6 separate regions of the Mus musculus genome follow, and regions 1, 2, 3, 4 and 5 are each linked to region 6. Evidence: chromatin contacts called from public Hi-C, HiChIP or PLAC-seq and promoter capture Hi-C data. All regions are on one chromosome and are shown on one strand. Each heading gives the region's core, a stretch centred on a gene start, on an enhancer-like site or on the middle of the called end of the contact. The rest is flanking DNA. Distances are from core to core; before and after follow the strand shown. Region 1 holds the start of Zc3h14 (zinc finger CCCH type containing 14). Region 2 overlaps Foxn3 (forkhead box N3). Region 3 overlaps Gm26839 (predicted gene, 26839). Region 4 has its middle 18 kb from the start of Foxn3. Region 5 overlaps Foxn3 (forkhead box N3). Region 6 has its middle 65 kb from the start of 4930474N09Rik.

The links. Promoter capture Hi-C pulls out the DNA fragments that hold promoters and counts their contacts. A called contact is a pair of places that touch in the nucleus more often than the background predicts. HiChIP or PLAC-seq counts read pairs in DNA pulled down with a chosen protein or histone mark.
Region 1: a Hi-C map of the N1E-115 cell line shows a contact between it and region 6, with 16 times the contacts expected there. The contact joins the promoter of Zc3h14 here to the enhancer-like site in region 6. A contact is called at or near these places in 1 of 39 promoter capture datasets (HPC-7-derived erythroid cells), 1 of 15 datasets of contacts at CTCF or cohesin (the NIH/3T3 cell line), 1 of 484 Hi-C or Micro-C datasets (the N1E-115 cell line), 1 of 115 datasets of contacts at active chromatin or transcription factors (bone marrow-derived macrophages) and 1 of 9 other capture datasets (adipose tissue).
Region 2: a contact with region 6 is called in a Hi-C map of the N1E-115 cell line, with 10 times the contacts expected there. The contact joins two enhancer-like sites. A contact is called at or near these places in 3 of 39 promoter capture datasets (the 3T3-L1 cell line, the C10 cell line and hippocampal neurons), 2 of 15 datasets of contacts at CTCF or cohesin (the NIH/3T3 cell line and large pre-B cells), 18 of 484 Hi-C or Micro-C datasets (the 3T3-L1 cell line, B cells, the Ba/F3 cell line and 13 more), 5 of 115 datasets of contacts at active chromatin or transcription factors (SST interneurons, embryonic basal ganglia, neural progenitor cells and 2 more) and 1 of 9 other capture datasets (embryonic stem cells).
Region 3: a contact with region 6 is called in an H3K27ac HiChIP or PLAC-seq map of heart atrium, with 8 times the contacts expected there. The contact joins two enhancer-like sites. A contact is called at or near these places in 4 of 484 Hi-C or Micro-C datasets (bone marrow-derived macrophages, embryonic retina, embryonic stem cells and 1 more), 2 of 115 datasets of contacts at active chromatin or transcription factors (embryonic basal ganglia and heart atrium) and 1 of 9 other capture datasets (embryonic stem cells).
Region 4: a contact with region 6 is called in a Hi-C map of cerebellar granule neurons, with 1.9 times the contacts expected there. The contact joins two enhancer-like sites. A contact is called at or near these places in 2 of 15 datasets of contacts at CTCF or cohesin (the NIH/3T3 cell line and large pre-B cells), 10 of 484 Hi-C or Micro-C datasets (CD8 T cells, the HPC-7 cell line, Sertoli cells and 6 more), 1 of 115 datasets of contacts at active chromatin or transcription factors (embryonic basal ganglia) and 1 of 9 other capture datasets (embryonic stem cells).
Region 5: a contact with region 6 is called in a promoter capture Hi-C map of liver, with 5 times the contacts expected there. The contact joins two enhancer-like sites. A contact is called at or near these places in 8 of 39 promoter capture datasets (HPC-7-derived erythroid cells, frontonasal cranial neural crest, hematopoietic stem and progenitor cells and 4 more), 1 of 15 datasets of contacts at CTCF or cohesin (large pre-B cells), 2 of 484 Hi-C or Micro-C datasets (embryonic stem cells and liver), 1 of 115 datasets of contacts at active chromatin or transcription factors (embryonic basal ganglia) and 1 of 9 other capture datasets (embryonic stem cells).

Annotation. Positions count from the first base shown.
Region 1 is chr12:98,745,650-98,748,349 of GRCm38.p6, reverse strand. It overlaps Zc3h14 (zinc finger CCCH type containing 14), which reads right to left and starts at 1,382. Exons shown (of 17, transcript NM_029334.2): 1 at 1,192-1,382; 2 at 828-870. The coding sequence starts at 1,227.
Region 2 is chr12:99,375,950-99,378,649 of GRCm38.p6, reverse strand. All of the region lies in intron 2 of Foxn3 (forkhead box N3), which reads left to right. Among named protein-coding and RNA genes, the nearest start is that of Gm51999, 15 kb to the left of the region's middle. Within about 2 kb of position 1,344, at least 74 of the 459 cell types and tissues checked have an H3K27ac peak or open chromatin away from gene starts, as enhancers often do. A contact at or near this core is called in the N1E-115 cell line, where this site is marked.
Region 3 is chr12:99,608,605-99,611,304 of GRCm38.p6, reverse strand. All of the region lies in intron 2 of Gm26839 (predicted gene, 26839), which reads right to left. It overlaps Gm35644 (a long non-coding RNA gene), which reads left to right. Exons shown (of 4, transcript XR_001780667.2): 4 at 957-1,209. Among named protein-coding and RNA genes, the nearest start is that of Gm35644, 10 kb to the left of the region's middle. Within about 2 kb of position 1,399, at least 48 of the 459 cell types and tissues checked have an H3K27ac peak or open chromatin away from gene starts, as enhancers often do. A contact at or near this core is called in heart atrium, where this site is marked.
Region 4 is chr12:99,466,948-99,469,647 of GRCm38.p6, reverse strand. It overlaps a transcript of Foxn3 not described here. Among named protein-coding and RNA genes, the nearest start is that of Foxn3, 18 kb to the right of the region's middle. Within about 2 kb of position 1,432, at least 149 of the 459 cell types and tissues checked have an H3K27ac peak or open chromatin away from gene starts, as enhancers often do. A contact at or near this core is called in cerebellar granule neurons, where this site is marked.
Region 5 is chr12:99,438,926-99,441,625 of GRCm38.p6, reverse strand. The region is part of intron 1 of Foxn3 (forkhead box N3); the gene reads left to right. Among named protein-coding and RNA genes, the nearest start is that of Foxn3, 9.8 kb to the left of the region's middle. Within about 2 kb of position 1,380, at least 9 of the 459 cell types and tissues checked have an H3K27ac peak or open chromatin away from gene starts, as enhancers often do. A contact at or near this core is called in liver, where this site is marked.
Region 6 is chr12:99,096,658-99,099,357 of GRCm38.p6, reverse strand. No RefSeq gene overlaps it. Among named protein-coding and RNA genes, the nearest start is that of 4930474N09Rik, 65 kb to the left of the region's middle. Within about 2 kb of position 1,422, at least 72 of the 459 cell types and tissues checked have an H3K27ac peak or open chromatin away from gene starts, as enhancers often do. A contact at or near this core is called in the N1E-115 cell line, adipose tissue, cerebellar granule neurons and 2 more, where this site is marked.

The sequences.
Region 1 (2,700 bases), core at 133-2,632, 350 kb after region 6:
GTCTCATTGATAACATTCTAGATGGAACTTTTTTTTTTAAACTACAATTATTTGACCAAGAGTTCTAGTAAAAGCTGGTGTGACCTTTTAAACTCACTGCTTTCGTATAATCCAAGTGTAGACATAGTGTAATGTCAAGCCTTCTAACCATTATGAAAACAAATTTGACTCCAGGGGTCAGTAAGGGTCTCAGACCCTGAGTTACTATTTTAAGGTACCCATGATTTACAACTAAAGCCACCATCAGTGGGGTCAGACAGGCTTCCTCCCCCAGGCCTGTTCAAGTACCTGAAGCCTTTGTTTCTATTTGTACAACTGGGATATTATCATTTACATTTTAATGGCTAAACAATGCCTAGCTCAGAGTAAACACTCATTCTGAAAAAACAAACAAACAAACAAACAAAAACAAAAAAAATCTAATACATAAAACTTACTGAACCAGCTCTGTGGCAAATGCCAGAAGCCTGAAGCATATAATGTTCATATCCAAAATGAGAGATCTCAAATTAAAGGTCATGATGAGAAAGTAACAACAGGAAAAACAGAACAAAATTCGAACAAACATGGGTGCTTAAAAACACGACAGCTTCAGCCGAAGGTTAGAAAAGCTAGACTATTTCAAAATAACATCTTAGACAGGAGATGGGGGTGGGGGAAGGGACCTCGGGGTGCTGCTATAGATGGCTCGATGGAACGAGGGGAGAGGAAAACCAGGGCTCTCAAGGCAGACCACCCGAAGAGCTCTGGGGCAGAGTCACTCACACATCCAGGCAGCTACAAGCCCTACAGTAGTATATGGAGGCGAAGGATGAGAATCGACTTACCTACGTAAGCTCCTAATTCTTGTAATTTCCCCTTAATGGCACTCTGAGGGAGAGAGAGAGAAAAAAAAAAAAAAAAACAGCAAAGGTGCCTGTGAAAACCGCGACAGTGAAAGAGCCGCCCCGCGCAACCGGGGGGTGGGGGAGGGGACGCCGCCCCCCGCGCGGCGCTTCCCGCAGCCGCCGCCGCCGCTGCCGCCCAGGTGCCTCTCACGGGCCCGCTGGAGTCCCCAGAGCCGACCGCCGCGCCTGCGCTCCGTCTGAGGCGGCCGGCGCGGAGGAGACGCTGCAGGCCGGGCCCACCCGCCCCGTTACTCCTGGCAACCGCCTGCCCGCCATGCCCAGCGCCCGCCGACGCGGGCCTCACCCGGATCTTGCGGCTGATCTCGGTGCCGATTTCCATGGCTCGGCGGCGGGCGGCCGGCTCGGCACTGCGCGGCGCCTCGGTTACCTGGAGCCCGCCGCGGGCTGCCACCCTGCAGCCTGGGCCCCCTACGCCGCTGCCGCTGCCGCTGCCGCCGCTGCCGCCGCCGCTCCGCCTCCGCCGTGCGCGTCCCCGCCCCTGCTGGCGCCCCCGTGCAAGTGGGAGCCAACGCGCATGCGTCTGAGCACACACGCATGCGCGCAATCGCGCGCGCGTGTGTGTCCCGGGCAGGGGGGCGGGGTCCGGAACCTGTGCTCTGGCGACCACTGCTGGTGGCTCATAGGACGATGGCCTACGGGGTTACCTGGTTTCACCTTCCTCTTTCTAGGCTTCGGGGGAGCCTTTCCTTTTCCTTTTCATGCTTTCTCATTTGCGAATTTTAGTCTACAGGTAATCAGGATGAAAGTATGTATAGCTCAAACATTATGAGCCCTGATCCGAGTTCAAATCTAACCCCAAGTATCACTATGGGATTGAGATATATATTATCAAATGACAAAAAGGAGATTATTTTCTAGAAGATGTACTATTATTACACTTGATGAGGTAGAGGGACGATATTCAGAACCCATGACCTTACTTTAATTCTATAGGGATGTTTTGTTTTGTTTTGTTTTGTTTTTTGAGACAGGGTTTCTCTGTGTAGCCCTGGCTGTTCTGGAACTTGCTCTGAAACCCATGCTGGCCTTGAACCCAGTGATCCACCTGCCCCTGCCTCCTGAGGGCTGCCAGCTGCAGGTAGCAAGACTGGCAAGTGTCACCCTCTAGTGTTACAACACCCTGCAGTGTTGACCAGTGTGACTGGGAAGTTGGGGCCCTCTAGTGTTAAGAGTTGGTGCGCAGGGCTCCGTTATTGGGTGTCAGCCCTGAATGTATTAGAGCTCCTTGGGCCTAGAAATTGGGTTTGCTAATCTCAGTCTCAGCTGGGATTGCAGTTTCCTGAAGGTCCTAGGTACTGGGATTTCTCAGGCCATGGTGGTAGCCAGCGATACAGCTCTCAGTCAGATGCCTGGCACACTTGGCCCTGAAGACCTGACAGTTCTCACAAATTCTTGTGACCGGGGCCTGCAGGTTCCCTTCATTGCTTTTTACGTCATTGCTTTTAATGCTTAGGCTCTGAGCCTCCTGTTCCCCCTCTCAGCTTCTTACCTTATCCTGGCCACTCTTGAACAGCTCCCTCCCTCTTCTATCTCCTGCCTCTCTTTGGGTCCACACAGCTGAAAGTGGGTCAGAAAAGAGAGCTTGAGAGAAGCCTCTTGTTAAGCCTGCTGTTGTAACCATAGGGTAAGCTGCTCCCGAGAGTGCCCCTCCCGGCCTGAACAGTCTGCTTCTATAGCTCAAAATGGGATGTTTGGATTAATCACAGCTATTTGTTTTGGCCGAGCCTAGCCATATGTTGGACTAATCAGAGCTTTGCCTCTTAGCACCAATTACAGCTATCTGTCTGGTCTG
Region 2 (2,700 bases), core at 95-2,594, 280 kb before region 6:
TGCAAAGTCAGCCAGGGAGGCTTTCCCTTGAAAGAGCAAGGCCGTAGGAGGCGTGGAAGCCATGATGATGGGCAAGTTAATATTCCAGGGGAGGAAACGCTCCAGTGAGTTGTAAACAGAGCAGTCTTAGGTGCCCTGTGATGGGAACAGATAGGCTGAGGCACGGCTGGTGCTGAAAAGGCAAATGCTGCTGATGTAAGCAAGCTCGACAAGTATTGCTGTGCCACGGGGATGAGTCTAATGCTGTTATTTTTAGTGCATTGCTGGTTTCTGTTCAAGTGTTTCATGGTCCAGGATAGCATCAGCCACCGCAGAAATGAAGGGAAAGACAAGTAGGGTCCTGTGGAATTAGCAGGTTGAAGGGACGCTCCCTTTTTAAAATTTGATTGGCTATCTTCTACTCCCATGATCTCTTGTAGCTACAAGGAAGACTGGGAAATGTAGTTTTGATGTAAACCCCCCCCCCCCCCCCACACACACATACAATTACTAAGTCATATGGGATCTTCTGACACAAAGGTCTGGATGCAGAGACTCATGTCACTGGACTAGAGGTGTGTTGAACAGTATCAGAGGAAAGAGAAGGAGAGAGGTGGTGGCTGGAAGGTTCCATGAACAACAGTGGGGACAGCTTAAAGTCACCAATGTAGTCTTTCTTTAAAATAGTCCAGTTGAAGTTTTACTTCAAGATATTCTGGTTAAATTGCATTGACTATCTTCAAAAGCAGTAGCTTGGTAGAGGTAAAGATAGAGTGTGTGCCAAGATGGATAAGAGAAAAGCAAGAAAGTATATCGTTGAAGATAGTCGTGCCTAAAGTTGTTCTTTTAATAATAACTTGATGGTTTGCTTTGTAAGATTCCCAGCAGTTCCAGGAACAGAGCCTTTGATTTTGAGCTAGGTCTCCCGCCTGGGCTTGTTTGAGTACCTGTGCCTTGAACTCAGCAGGAGGCAGTAAATACTGGCAGAGCTGGCTGCTCCCACATCTTTCCCCTTACAGCTCCTAGGGTGTTCCAGGTCTCCTCTGGACCCTAGGGGCTCTAGTCCAGGGTTCCCCTCCACTTACAGGATCTCTTTGAAGTGTCTCTTGGAAGGCTGTGCCTGTCCTCTGGGACAAGACCTATAAGTGATTCAACTAATGTCATTAGCTTGAAGACACTCAGGAAGCAGAACCTTTGTATATGCTGTCTTAGAAAGAAAGGTCAAATCATGTGAACACTGACTCCAAGCTGCCTGGCACAGAGCCAGGACGTAACCCCCCCCCCCCCACCCCCCTGGCTCCCCCAACACTGCTGGTGTAAGTCCCGGGATGCTGGTGTAAGTCCCGGGATGCTGGGTGAGTCAGCTGTGGATGATGTCATGTAAGGCGATAGATAGTGTTTGTGCTGAGCTCGGAAGACCTCAAGGAACACGGAGTTTGCAAAGTAAAAATTAACTCTTATTTGCAGAAAAAAGTAGCCTCCCTTCATTTAACAACGAACAGTTCACAAAGGCCGTACCTGTCAGACACTGGGTGATCTAGACTGTCCTAAGGATGGGGGGTGGAAGATGAGCTAAACAGCACTTCATTACGTGGGCCGGGCAGGTAGTGATGGGTGCGGTGAAGAAAGTTAGAGGGAGGAGATGCAGTAGAAGGGAACAGGAGGGCGGTGAGTTCAAGAGGCTCTTCAGAGGAACTGGCTGGGCGCGCCTTGGACAGCAAGACAAAGCCCTGCGAAGGCTCTGAGGTGGTAATGGTTGCGAATGTCCAAAGAGCAGCAAGAAGGCTTCAGGAAATCTATAGAAGCAGAATTGGACATTTAAAGGGACAGGAGCAGAGTATTGGCCTTTGAGTGGTGACGGTTACTCTGGCGTGCTTCAAGATCGCAGTCTGTGGGTGCAGGTACGTGGGCACATTTGGGTGGAGAGGTAGGGTAGGAATTTGTTAGTGTTCAGTTTGAGATAGGGTTTTTTTGTTAGAAACAGGGTCTCACTATGTAACCCTAGCTAGTCTCCGATTCACAGAAATCCACCTGCCTCAGCATCCCGAGTGCTGAGATTAAAGGTTTGTATTACCATGCCGAGCCTCAATGTTTTTGTCTGTCTGTCTTCTGTCTGTCTGCCTGTCTCTTTTTTGAGCTACCGTTAAACTATCTAAGTAGAGCCTTCAAGTTGAATGTTTGCTGTATGAACATGAAGCTCGGTGAAAGTCAGGGTCCAGGTGTAAGTTAGGCAATGCAGAGGCAATGGAATAACTAAGAAGTGCACAGGGAACGGAACCAAGAGTTCCTGGATTACCTCTCAGTCAGAAAGAAGTCCGATCTCTGTTTTAGCTCTTTGCTTTCTGCAATAAGGATGCAAATCCTAAATGTGTTTGGAGTAGCTCTGCATCTCCTATGTGATGAGAGAAAGTGCACTCCAGGACACATCCGTTTAGCATCCTATTTAGCAAAGTCCCCTACCCCAAGACTTCGGTGAGTTCTCTGCCATCTGGTCCCTGGCCAGAGAAGGACTTTTTTTTTTTTTTTTTTTTTTTTTTTTGTATGTGCGTCTCCATAGCAACGAGTGTGCAGTTGATATGGAAAGTAAGCAGTTGCCTTAGCAACAGAGATACTGATGTGGTGGCTCCCTTGCTTTCCTGGTAAGCTGACCAAACTAGTTCAAATGCATTATGAAGGGCTACACACACAGGCTGGCCCTGCTGGTGTAAAACTAGCCTAGCT
Region 3 (2,700 bases), core at 150-2,649, 510 kb before region 6:
AGCTCACTGGTTAGGTGAGACTTGCTGGCCAGCAAGCCCCGGCAGCCTCCTGCCTCAGCCTCCCCAGGTGCTGGGGTTACAGAACACAGCACCACCCCCAGCTTATCCTCAAGGGAGCTGGGCATCCATCCAGGTCCCCATACTTGCACAGCAACCACGGTAGCTACCTGAGCCATCTCTTCAGTCTGCCATTGGCTATTTCTGGCCCAGAGTATGCAGGTCACGTGGACAGAGTTTTCAAAGCCCACCTGTGACTCTTGTCATTCCATGCCTGCTCTGGTCACCTCCCGCTCCGTCCTTGGGCACCATGGTGGCTGTTGCAGTCTTACTGATGCCTATAGTAACAGCCACTGTTAAAAGCTCACTATGCACCATGTGCTTTCAGAAGGGCGATGTGGGCTCCATCTAGACTTGGTTACATTTGAACTTTATCGCCAAATATGTTGGTGACCTTCAACACTTCTTTCAATGGTTTCACCTTTTAAAGATTCCATTTCCTAATGGAAAAAAAAAATCTATAGCTACTTCATGGTATCGGCACACATACTAATGTACTTGTGTTTCATGTTCATGTTCCTTCCTCTTTTAGAGTCCAATTTGCTTCTGTTCCCCACCTGCCAAAACCCTACCCAGCCCAGGGAAAACACCTTTCTACAAACTTAACCAAACTTCAAAGGTCTATTTCCCCTGGGTTCCTAAAACTCCTGTTTATGTGTTTTATAACCTAGGGTTGTTCAAAGCATGCACACAAGGAACTGTCACAGCCACAGAATAGTCATAACTACCTTTGTCCAGTCCTGACGTCATGCGTGATTGTAGGGACTTCTGCGTGTGGCTTGCTTTGCCCATCTGCTTCTTAACCCTGGGAAACACTGCCTAAGAACCTCCTAACCTCAGACTCCCTTGATGTCAACTTCAACTTCTGATACTTTTCTGTTCTTTTTCCTCCTGTGTAGCACACACCCATCGGAACGATCACGTATGCAGGCAATTGGTTTGCCCAAGCAGAACGAAGCCACTTGAGTCTAACTGGTTGATCATGGCGTTCCCAGCATTTACGGCAGCGCCCAATACTTAGATGATGTCCGAGAAGCCCGGATATAAATGAACACCAAGTCCAGAGAGAACCAGGTTTGCGCATCAGCCCTAAAGCCCTGTGCTGTACCCTCCTTCCCTGCTGTTTAGCCACCCAGGATACCGAATACTGTTCCGGTTTACCAAGGGAAGCCTTTTTAAAAGGTTTTGGCCTTTCTTCTGAAGCTGCGGGGGGGTGGGGGGGGCACCACTGAGGATTGCAAAGGGAAGCACATAGTGTCCCCTCGTTTGTCTTCTGTGATCCAACTCCTGTCTGGACTGTCCAGCTGCTTAAAACACTGTCAGTGCCCTGTCACATGGGTTCCAAAAATAGCCCCTCCAGGAGACAAATGACGTGACCTTGGGTGCTGGCTATGCTCTGGATACGCTACTGGTGGGAGGATTCTGTCCATTGGGACTTTTTCCCTTCAGACTCAGGGATGTGGCTGGAGGCCATGCTGTCCTCAGCCTGTCTGTCTACTCTTAGGTTGGACAGTCTTAGAGTCTCTCTTCCATCTCCTCTTAAACTTGTATTTTCCAGAACAGCACCTAGATTTCTAGCAAGCAAACAGTACCTCCAGGCGTTCTGACGCAGGAGCTCTCACAGGGCATTAGCTGCCTTTGTATCACACTATTGTAACACTTGCTTCACTCCGCACTTTATGGCAAGCTGCCTTTCTACATCCTAGATTTTATACTTCTTCTTCTTCTTCTTCTTCTTTTAATACAAATGCTTTATTTAACAATTGTAGGTCATTCCATGGGCTAAATCGTGGATATCCAGAACCCAGCATCAAGCACAACCTTCGAGCTTCTCTTTCTGACTCCAATAGGGTGAGCATGTCACCCTCTCGAAGGGGGCCTTTGACATTTTGGATGATAGGGCGGCTGGTGTCACCCATAAATTCCACTCACACCTGCGTGCACTGTCCCTGCGAACCAATCCTGCCCAGCACTTTGGTTACCCTAGCCAGCTTGATGGGCTGCACGCGACTCGTGTCCATGATGGCGCTGATCTGGCGGAAAGATTTTACACTTCTTAAAACGAACATTCTCTTTCCATTTTCCTCTCCTCCCAGCTCAGGCCTTGCCCGTATCAACCGTTTCATAGTCACAGATCAACTGGCTTCAGTGGATGAACCGTTATCAAGCAAGAAGGAATTTTTTTTTTCTGCTCTGATTCGAGGGTCTGGTTGAACCTCAGGAGGAGACATGGGAAAGGCTGAGTAAGGGTCAGGGGATGCGACCTTTCCTTCTGACAGTTTGTCTGAATGTTTTCTCTCTCCCTTTATTACTGGGGATCAAAAGGAAGGAAGGAAGGAAGTGGTACGCGTGTGCCTTACAGGGCTTCTGCCAAGATCGATACTTTCTGTTTACAGATGATTTCCTTTCCATTTCTGTAGCGTTCTTACAAAGGGGAAAAAGAAGAAAAGAAGAAGAAGAAGTAAAGAGAAACTTGCAGCTGGGGAGAAGTCATTGGGAATTAAATGAATTTGTTGACCAGATTTTTTTTTTTTGACTAGCTAACACCATTCTATTTTCCCAATATCATTTTTTTAACTTTACTCATGTGACCCCACATTTTTCTTTTAAGGCTAGATATCTAAAAAAGAAGAAGAAAGAAAA
Region 4 (2,700 bases), core at 183-2,682, 370 kb before region 6:
CAGAGGCACCAGCAAGACATTACTCTTTCCTTGCTGTTTCTGAATTAGCCGCACACATCCCTTTATATGTGTATATCAGCAGCATGACCTAATAAAGTTAGAGTCCGTATCTTTCAGACTGTGTTTAGAGTATCCCCTTACAGTAAAGTTAAGACAGGGTGATGTGTGGTTTATAATCCGATAGAAAGAACAGTTCGGCCAAGCCTTCGCTCCACTCTTGAATGATTATTGGGTCTTGGTTTTTAGATGTCAAATTCTCAAATTTCTCCAGTGTTTCCTGGCTTGCTAAGGACTGTCACAGAAGGCAGTCCTCATTTGTCACTGTTACTTTCTATCCATGGGGCAACTTGATCATTCTTTCCCCTGCCCGGCAGCTCCTTACGTTACCACCCTGGAATTCCACATGAGGTGGCTATGGTCTAGTGTGCTTCAGACCCTCACCACTGTGCTTTGAGGGTGACTTTCTGGAGTCTCCTCACTGGCTGCGGTATCAGTCGCTGCCCATGCCGCTCAAGGCAGATGGGTTAGGGACAGTAGTTGGTGAGGTGGGCTAGAGTCAAGCAAATACTACCATCAGAACAGTAACACTGTTGGCCATACTTTGTTAGGCTGCAGAGAAAAGATCTGGCTATTACAACCCCATCAGGAGGTAATTCATGTATCACACACCTCCCCACACCTGTTGTAATTCACTGCCTGAGATGGAGGTCATCCCAGATCTCAGATGCTGCTATCCTGGCGATGATGTGCGTGCTTGACCACGGGTTCATTTGTCTGCCTCAGGAGCTCTTGGAGAGCTTTGGGTGCTGGATCCAAGAGAGGGGCTCTGGGTCAGAGTTGAATTAATTGGGGTCAGAGGAGAGGGGTCCCTGGCTACAGATGCTGTGAGAAGACGTGTGCTTGGTAGGAGGAGTAGATTCTCACGTGTCATCTTAGGGACATGCCATGCCAAAGAGAGGATGTCTGTGAAGCCTCAGCTCCCAGACTCCCTCCAGACCTGAGGTTCTAGTTTGTTTCAGATGGAGGATGGGGTCAAGGGGAGGAGTAGAATAATGGTGGTGGCTAGACAGGGCTGAAGCAGAGGTGCCAGCCTTCTCTCCTGGAGCCACGGTTCTGGAATTATTCTCTTCCTGTCCTTCAGGGATGAGCGCATTCCCCTGTTCGCTGAGCTAATGGAGGTGTTTGCCCACTGAGAACCGTGGCCAGGTCAGATCCAAAACCAAAGCCCCTCCTCACCAATGTTGTGGTCAGGTTTCTCAGCTCTGTCACAAGTCCACATTCACTTCCTCCCCCGCCCCCGCCCTCCCAAGCATGGAAAACAAAGTACTCGGTTTTTGGACTCTTTTTGTGGTGACGTCGCCAGCCTGTACTTGCGGTGGTTTGGGTCTCAGACATGTGGCTTGGTGAGCGAGCCAAGCGCGAGGCGATGGAGTTTGTTCTTATGTGAGTTAGTGCCCTCTGCAAGCACGGAAGTGGATTAGCCGTGCACACGACCACACAGTCTTTTGTGTGGTCTCTGACGGAATGACCCAGTTAGAGGCCTGGCCCAGGGACAGATGGGCAGGGCTGAGGAGCTCTGACAGGGCTCCTTCCCAGTTCTGTTACAGGGGTCCCTCCCATCCCTCTCTGGGTGCACACCACCATCAGAGCCAGAGGGAGAGTCCCTGCCCGTGGGCTTGGCTTTTGCCCATTTCCTTTGTGGCTGCTCAGATAAACAGAAGGGTGCAAGCAGCGGATCCGATGAGCGTGATAGGAGAGATGATTGATTTCACAGCATTGCTGGTCGGGTTTGGAGGCAGCCATTGCGAGGCCCCGCAGCTTTTCATCCATGGTCACCAAACTTGAGCATTTTTTTTTTTTTTTTTTTAGGAAATCTCTTTGTGAATACACTCAATGTGGCCAGAGCCATCATCCCTCCCTTAGCAGTGACGCAGAGGACTGCTGGGCTCTATGTCCAGTAGCCTATCGAGAATCACACTTGAACTAGCCAGGCTGCCCTGGGAGGCTAGCCCCTGACGTCCTCGTGTAATTGTCTCACACATGGGCAAGTGGTTCGATCTATAAAACGTGTGGTTGCTACGAATGACTGTTGTTGGTAAGGAGAGCTGGAAGCATTCTCTTTTCTAGATTACCTTTCAAATATTCAAATCCATGCACCAGCAGCATATGGCTAGAATCCCTGCCGCACCCCCCAACCCCTCCACTCAGATGTCTTCCAATGTGCTTCAATGAATTCCAAAGCCACATCAGGTTTGCATTTTGAAAATGCCAACTGTATACTAACTGAATGTGAGAGATGAAGAAATCGTTCATATTTTTTTTTAAAGAAATGGTGTTTCTGCATTCATATAGAAACCAGCTGTATGGATTTCTTTCTCTTTTTTCTATCTTTTTTTTTTTTTAGCATAGTGGTTCATTTACATTTTGATATTGTTGAATAAATAATGTCACTGAGGGGTTCTTAGCTAATTTTCAGTACGGCAGACCACGGCTGGACCTGTCACGCCCCCTCAGCCTCCTCAAATTTAGGTCTAGAAGTACAACTCCATTTGCTGTCTTCCTTCCTTCCTTCCTTCCTTCCTTCCTTCCTTCCTTCCTTCCTTCCTTCCTTCTTTTCGGAGGGATTTGAGACAGGATTTCTTTATGTAGCCCTGGCTGTCCTAGAACTCACTCTACTGTAGGCCAGGCTGCCCTCGAACT
Region 5 (2,700 bases), core at 131-2,630, 340 kb before region 6:
CAATGCAGTTACCCAGGCTAGGTGTGCAGCAGGCTGTACCATGCAGGTTAGTGTTGTAGCGTTGTACGTGTGTGCAGAAATGCCCCCTAATGACTTCATTACTGAGGTTAAAAAATGAGCCCCCGAGTTTGCAGTCTCGCTGCTGTGTGAAATCTGTATCTGCGGACCCTTGGCTCTCCTCTTGCTCCTATTTCTTGATGCTGCTTTGTCTCCTCCTCGTCTAGCCTCCTTTCGGTCTCAGATTGCCGTTTACTGGAGGCCCAAAGCCCAGGGCTTATCTTTATTAAAAGGAAGATTAGCAGGTATTAGAGGCATACCAGCAATTAAGACTTTCTTCCTGGCTTCAGGAGAGTGGAAAAGACGAGTGGGCATCTGTTCATAGCACTCTGGGTTAAGACTATGCATTCACATATTTATCTCGAGGGTGACATCTGGCTATCCCACCCCATGCAGTGACAGAGAGAGGCTATCCCCCTGATTGCCATGAGCAGTGTGATGATGCCTGCTGGCCTGCACTGTACCTGTCACCCTCGTGTGTCCTCATGTGTCACCGTGATTAATACACTCCATCTCCTGTAAATGCATTTGAAGGCCCTCCATGGATAATGGAATGTTAATCTGGGGTTGAGTCTGTTGGGCCCAGTCTCAGGACTATATTCAATGCTTGGAGTTCCACCAATGATAGCATCAGCATAGTAAGAGGATCTGGAGCCAGGGCTAGTGCGCCTCTGGTAGAGTGCTTGCCTAGTATGCAGGGTACCCTGTGTTCGGTCACTAGCACCACATAAACTAAGTGTGGTGATGCTCACCTGTAATCCCAGCACTTGGGAGGTAGAAACAGGAAGGTCGGGAGTTCAAGGCCCTCCATGACTTCATAGGAAGACATATACTGGCCTGGGCTACATGAGATCCAATCTCATATATAAATGAGATCCAATCTCATGCATACATGAGATCAATCTCATATATATATAAATTAATGGGATAGAACTGGAAATCAGAAGTCAGAGCAGGGATGTCTTCCTAGGACTCTGAAGAGCTATTTTAAGGTAGAATCCTTGGGTCTCTTCTGGAAAGATTGCTCAGTGGTTAAGAGCACTGGCTGCTCTTCCAGAGGGCCTGGTTGAGTTTTCAGCACCCACATGGCACCCTCACACAGACATCCATCCATGCAAAACACCAATTCATAAAATATAAATAAATCATATTATATATAAAAAAGTAGACTGCTGTTATAAGAGAGTGACCTTCAACAGGCCTGCTTAATATGACACATAGACCATAATGAGGAGGGAGGCCTTGGTGAAGGGCTGCCTCCCCAGATCCTGAGTCCAATGGCCTCTCAACAGTTGGACTTTCAACAGTCAGACCCTAGTACAAAATGTGTTTGCTTGGGAGATCAGCACTCTGATAGCAACAAGGGTAAACCCGTTTATCAGCTCGGCTCTATTTGTGCTAGAAAAGCTTAGGGAATTTAAAGCTTTTGACTGTAAACCTCACACACACACACACACACACACACACACACACACACACACTTCCCGTCTCCCAGTGTCACTATCTTCTGGTGACACATAATTTTCCAGGTGAACAGAGAAGCAGGGAACTGGTCCAAATAGCCACTGAAGGTCTGAATTACTCCCCAGTGGTTCGTTGAATCTGATGAATGGGACATGCTGTCTCCTTCCCAGTCTCTGATAAACTGGGGTGGAACTGAGCAGGACTCAGTTCAGTTGGAGGACCAGGTGGTCCTGGAGGGCCCTGTCGAAGCCCATTTTGGGTAAATAGGAAACACCCTGCAGCCCCCTTATTTAGAATGGGGAGTGGCCATGTCATGGGGAATGCAGTGCTTCATAGTGACTTCCAAGACCTGAAGAATTTTTTTTCTTTTTGAAGCTTGCTCTCTTATAGCCCATGCTGGCCCTGTACTCCCTGTGGAATGAGGGTGACTCTCTGATTCTCTGGACTCCTGGCATCACCACATACATTTTATGTGCTGGGGGTCGAACCTGGGTCTTCAGGCATGATAGGGAAGCATTCTGTCCTCAGTCCCAGGCTTAGCATTATCACATTATATAACATTATTCCCAATACGAATTAATAGAAGTACTACTACTCTTTATATTAATAACTGACTGATATGTATGAAAATTCATATAATGTATACACATGTGGAACTGTATATGCCTATGTAAACATGCATGCATCTATAAATAAATGTTATTTTTTTAATTCTGAGGTTATGTTATTTATTAATCCATGTCCAGCTTGCTCAGGATTTGGATATAGCTAAATTATCACCATCATAATTACGTTTTTTTTTTTTTCTGTATCATCTCTGTGTCTTTCTTAGTTCTACCTGGGATGTAGACTATGTGCTTAACTGAGCAAAAATGCCAACAAGCTGCTATTTATTTTATTAAACAGCTTGAGCAGAGATATTTGATCTGATTGCTGAAAATTGTTAGCTTATCACTGAACTTCCCTGATGGTTCTTATTATTCAATTTGTGTTGTCTACAATAATAATTATTACTATATAAAAGAACATGATGCTTTTATTTGTACAGTTCTTGCATTAATAATTTAACTGGCTATTATACCCAGTGTAATCTTGACATATGTCCAGATGTGTAGGGGTCGGCCTGGAGCATCTTCAGAAGGTGGAATGCAGGTGTGAATTGTAAGGTTAGAGTCAGGA
Region 6 (2,700 bases), core at 173-2,672:
TTCTGGGTGTGGGAAACTGCTACACTCCTTGGCTCACGTCCTCTTGCTCTAAGTCAGAAGCCTGGTGTCTTCAGATCTTTCTCTGTTTAGGTTGAAACATGGCCTTTCTTCCCCATAAGGACCCTTGTCACCAGTTGGGCTCACCTGAAGAACCCAGGATTTACATCTCAAAATCCTTAATCCAATCCCATCTGCCTAATCTTTACATCATATAAGGTCACAGCAATGGGAATGAAGATACCTTTAGGCTTTTTTATGACTCTAGGGCATGTGGCGTGCATCGAGTCAAACCCTATGTGTTGATTTTAAATTAAAAGAAAAAAGAAAAAGATTTGCTGTTGGCAAGCCCGTGTGATTTCATCCAAGTCAACTTCTCAATGGCCACAAGTTACCATGAATGCTGGTGGCTCAGGAGCGGTGGCTCACACCTATAACCCCGGCATTGAGAAGGTTGGTGCGGGATGACTGTGAGTTAGAGGTCTGCCCCAGCTACACAGAGAGTCCTTGTTCAGAAAGCATAGGAACGGGGTGGTTCTGCCATCAGCTGCCCACCCCGGGCTCAGCCTGCTGTTTTAGGAACAGTGTATCCGACAATTTCTATCCAACTGTGTGCATTAGTGGAGTCTAAGGTCCTTTCCATGCCATTGCCCAGGAAGCCCCGGTGGGTTTCCTTTCACCAAAGCCACTGACTTCATAGTAGTTTCAGGAGAGGTCAGCACCACAACTGCAGAAAGAGACCCTCCGTACAAAAGAAGGAAATCCCTCTGCGTAGCCACAAGACCTTCCGGCCAGGCGACCATCTTCACTGTGGATTTTGGAGGTGCCAGTTTTGATTTTCCACAATACGTTCTTTTACCTAAAAATCATTACATCTGATCTAATACAGTACCAAGCATAGAGACCCTAAGATGTCTATATTTAACATTGCATTCAGTTATGTATCTCGACCTGTGGATTTGGGGGTTACCCTTAACCTTCTTGTTACTAAGATTTCATTCCCCCAACTCTCATTTCCAACCTGGTCTGTGATTTACATTTGTATATGTTTTCTCTAATGATAATTCTGGAGGGTCACTCACAGTCAAAAATCAAACTTTATCTGGAGGGAAACACAAGGCTGGTTGGGATCAGCTGAGATAGAAAAGAGGCCACCCTCCTCCCCCAACTTCTGCAGGGCCCCTCATCCAAGACATTCTCTTTGCTGCCAATTGCCTTCTCCAAGCGAGAAAGAATAAACTAATTTTATACCTATTCAGTCCAATAACGCTCATTGTCCTACCTCCACCTCCAGTGATAAGAGGCAGGAACAGTTCATTTTCCATTGCTAAGCAACCGCAAAAACAGTGCGCCCCGCCTGTGCCCGACCGCCCCGGCTGATAGGGATCGCTGTCTAAAGTTCGTGTTTGCATTCTGAAGTCAACAGTAATTGTAGTTCCCTATTAGTCTTCATTAGGATAGTTTATGGCTGGCCTAACTCCAGTCTCCACTCAGTAGCTTGAATGTACTGTCTTCCTAGGGGAAGAAATATTTGGCAGAAAAAAAAAAAAAAACCTTGTGCGGATTTCCTCCGCTCATTTCCCTTCGGTAGGCCAGGAAAGTACGGTCCACACCCGTAGTTCCCTAGCCTGGGACAACAAGGCCACTGTTGAAGGCATTGGAGGAAACGGGTGGGAAGAAGGCCGTGTACTCCTGGGCTGGCTTCCGTCTACTCTACGGAAAAAGTAGGTCAGTGGTGCACAGGTCCGTTTGGTAAAAGAGCTCTTGCATTTGGGGGCCAAACGCACAGCCCTTCTTTCCAGAGCAAAGGTATGTAGGGCCTTTTTCCATAGACCCGAGTCTCCTGGCTGGCTGACTCAGGACTGGGTGAAACACTGGCCTTACTGTAGAGGTTCAGTCTCAGCCAGCTTGAAAGAGCCGCTCTGGGCCACCAGCTTCCATGTGTTGACTCACCTCGAGGCTGCCAGCCTGCCAGCCTAGTTGCCAGCTTAGTCCGGGAGCAACCCAGGCCCTCACATAACTTGCCCTTTTAGCCCCAGCTCAGAGTTCCAAGGCTGATGGGGGGTGTGGGGTGTGGACAAATATAGAAAACCGCTTCGAGCAATTAGTGAGGATATTACCCTCCTTCTTAGACCCCATCCTCAAACATCCGTTTACTCTCAGCACTTTTCAGAGACAGTGTGGCTCCTGACATCCCTCCTCTACCCCATTCCTTAGAATCGCTGAGGATTTGTTAGGGCCATTCTGGAAAACAAGCCTGCTTGCGCCCCCTAGTGTACACGCGAATCAAAGCATTATAAATTGAGTACCGAGAGCTTGTCTCCTCCAACAGACTGGGGCAGCCCCAGTCTTGAGGCCTAGGGCAGGGACTAGAAACCATCCCTAAATCTTGTCCTCCACCCCACTCTCACCCAGGCCTGCTCTTCTTGAGTCCTTCCTTAAAGTTACTTCCGCATGAAATCTAAATCAAGTCGTTGAAACACCTCACGCTTACGGAAGGCAAGGAGAATCTTTGCCTAGTGGCGGACAGTGCAGAAGCCCAGTGGCTGTGAACTGACACCGGAGTTCAAGTCCCTTTGTTTTGCTACAGTTTTTAAGTTGTGCCATCGGCTCTCTTGGGTACCAGACACCCTGGGATGATGACTCCTTAACAGAAAAAAAAAAATCCTGGAAGGAGAAACTGAATTGAACAGCATGTTTCTT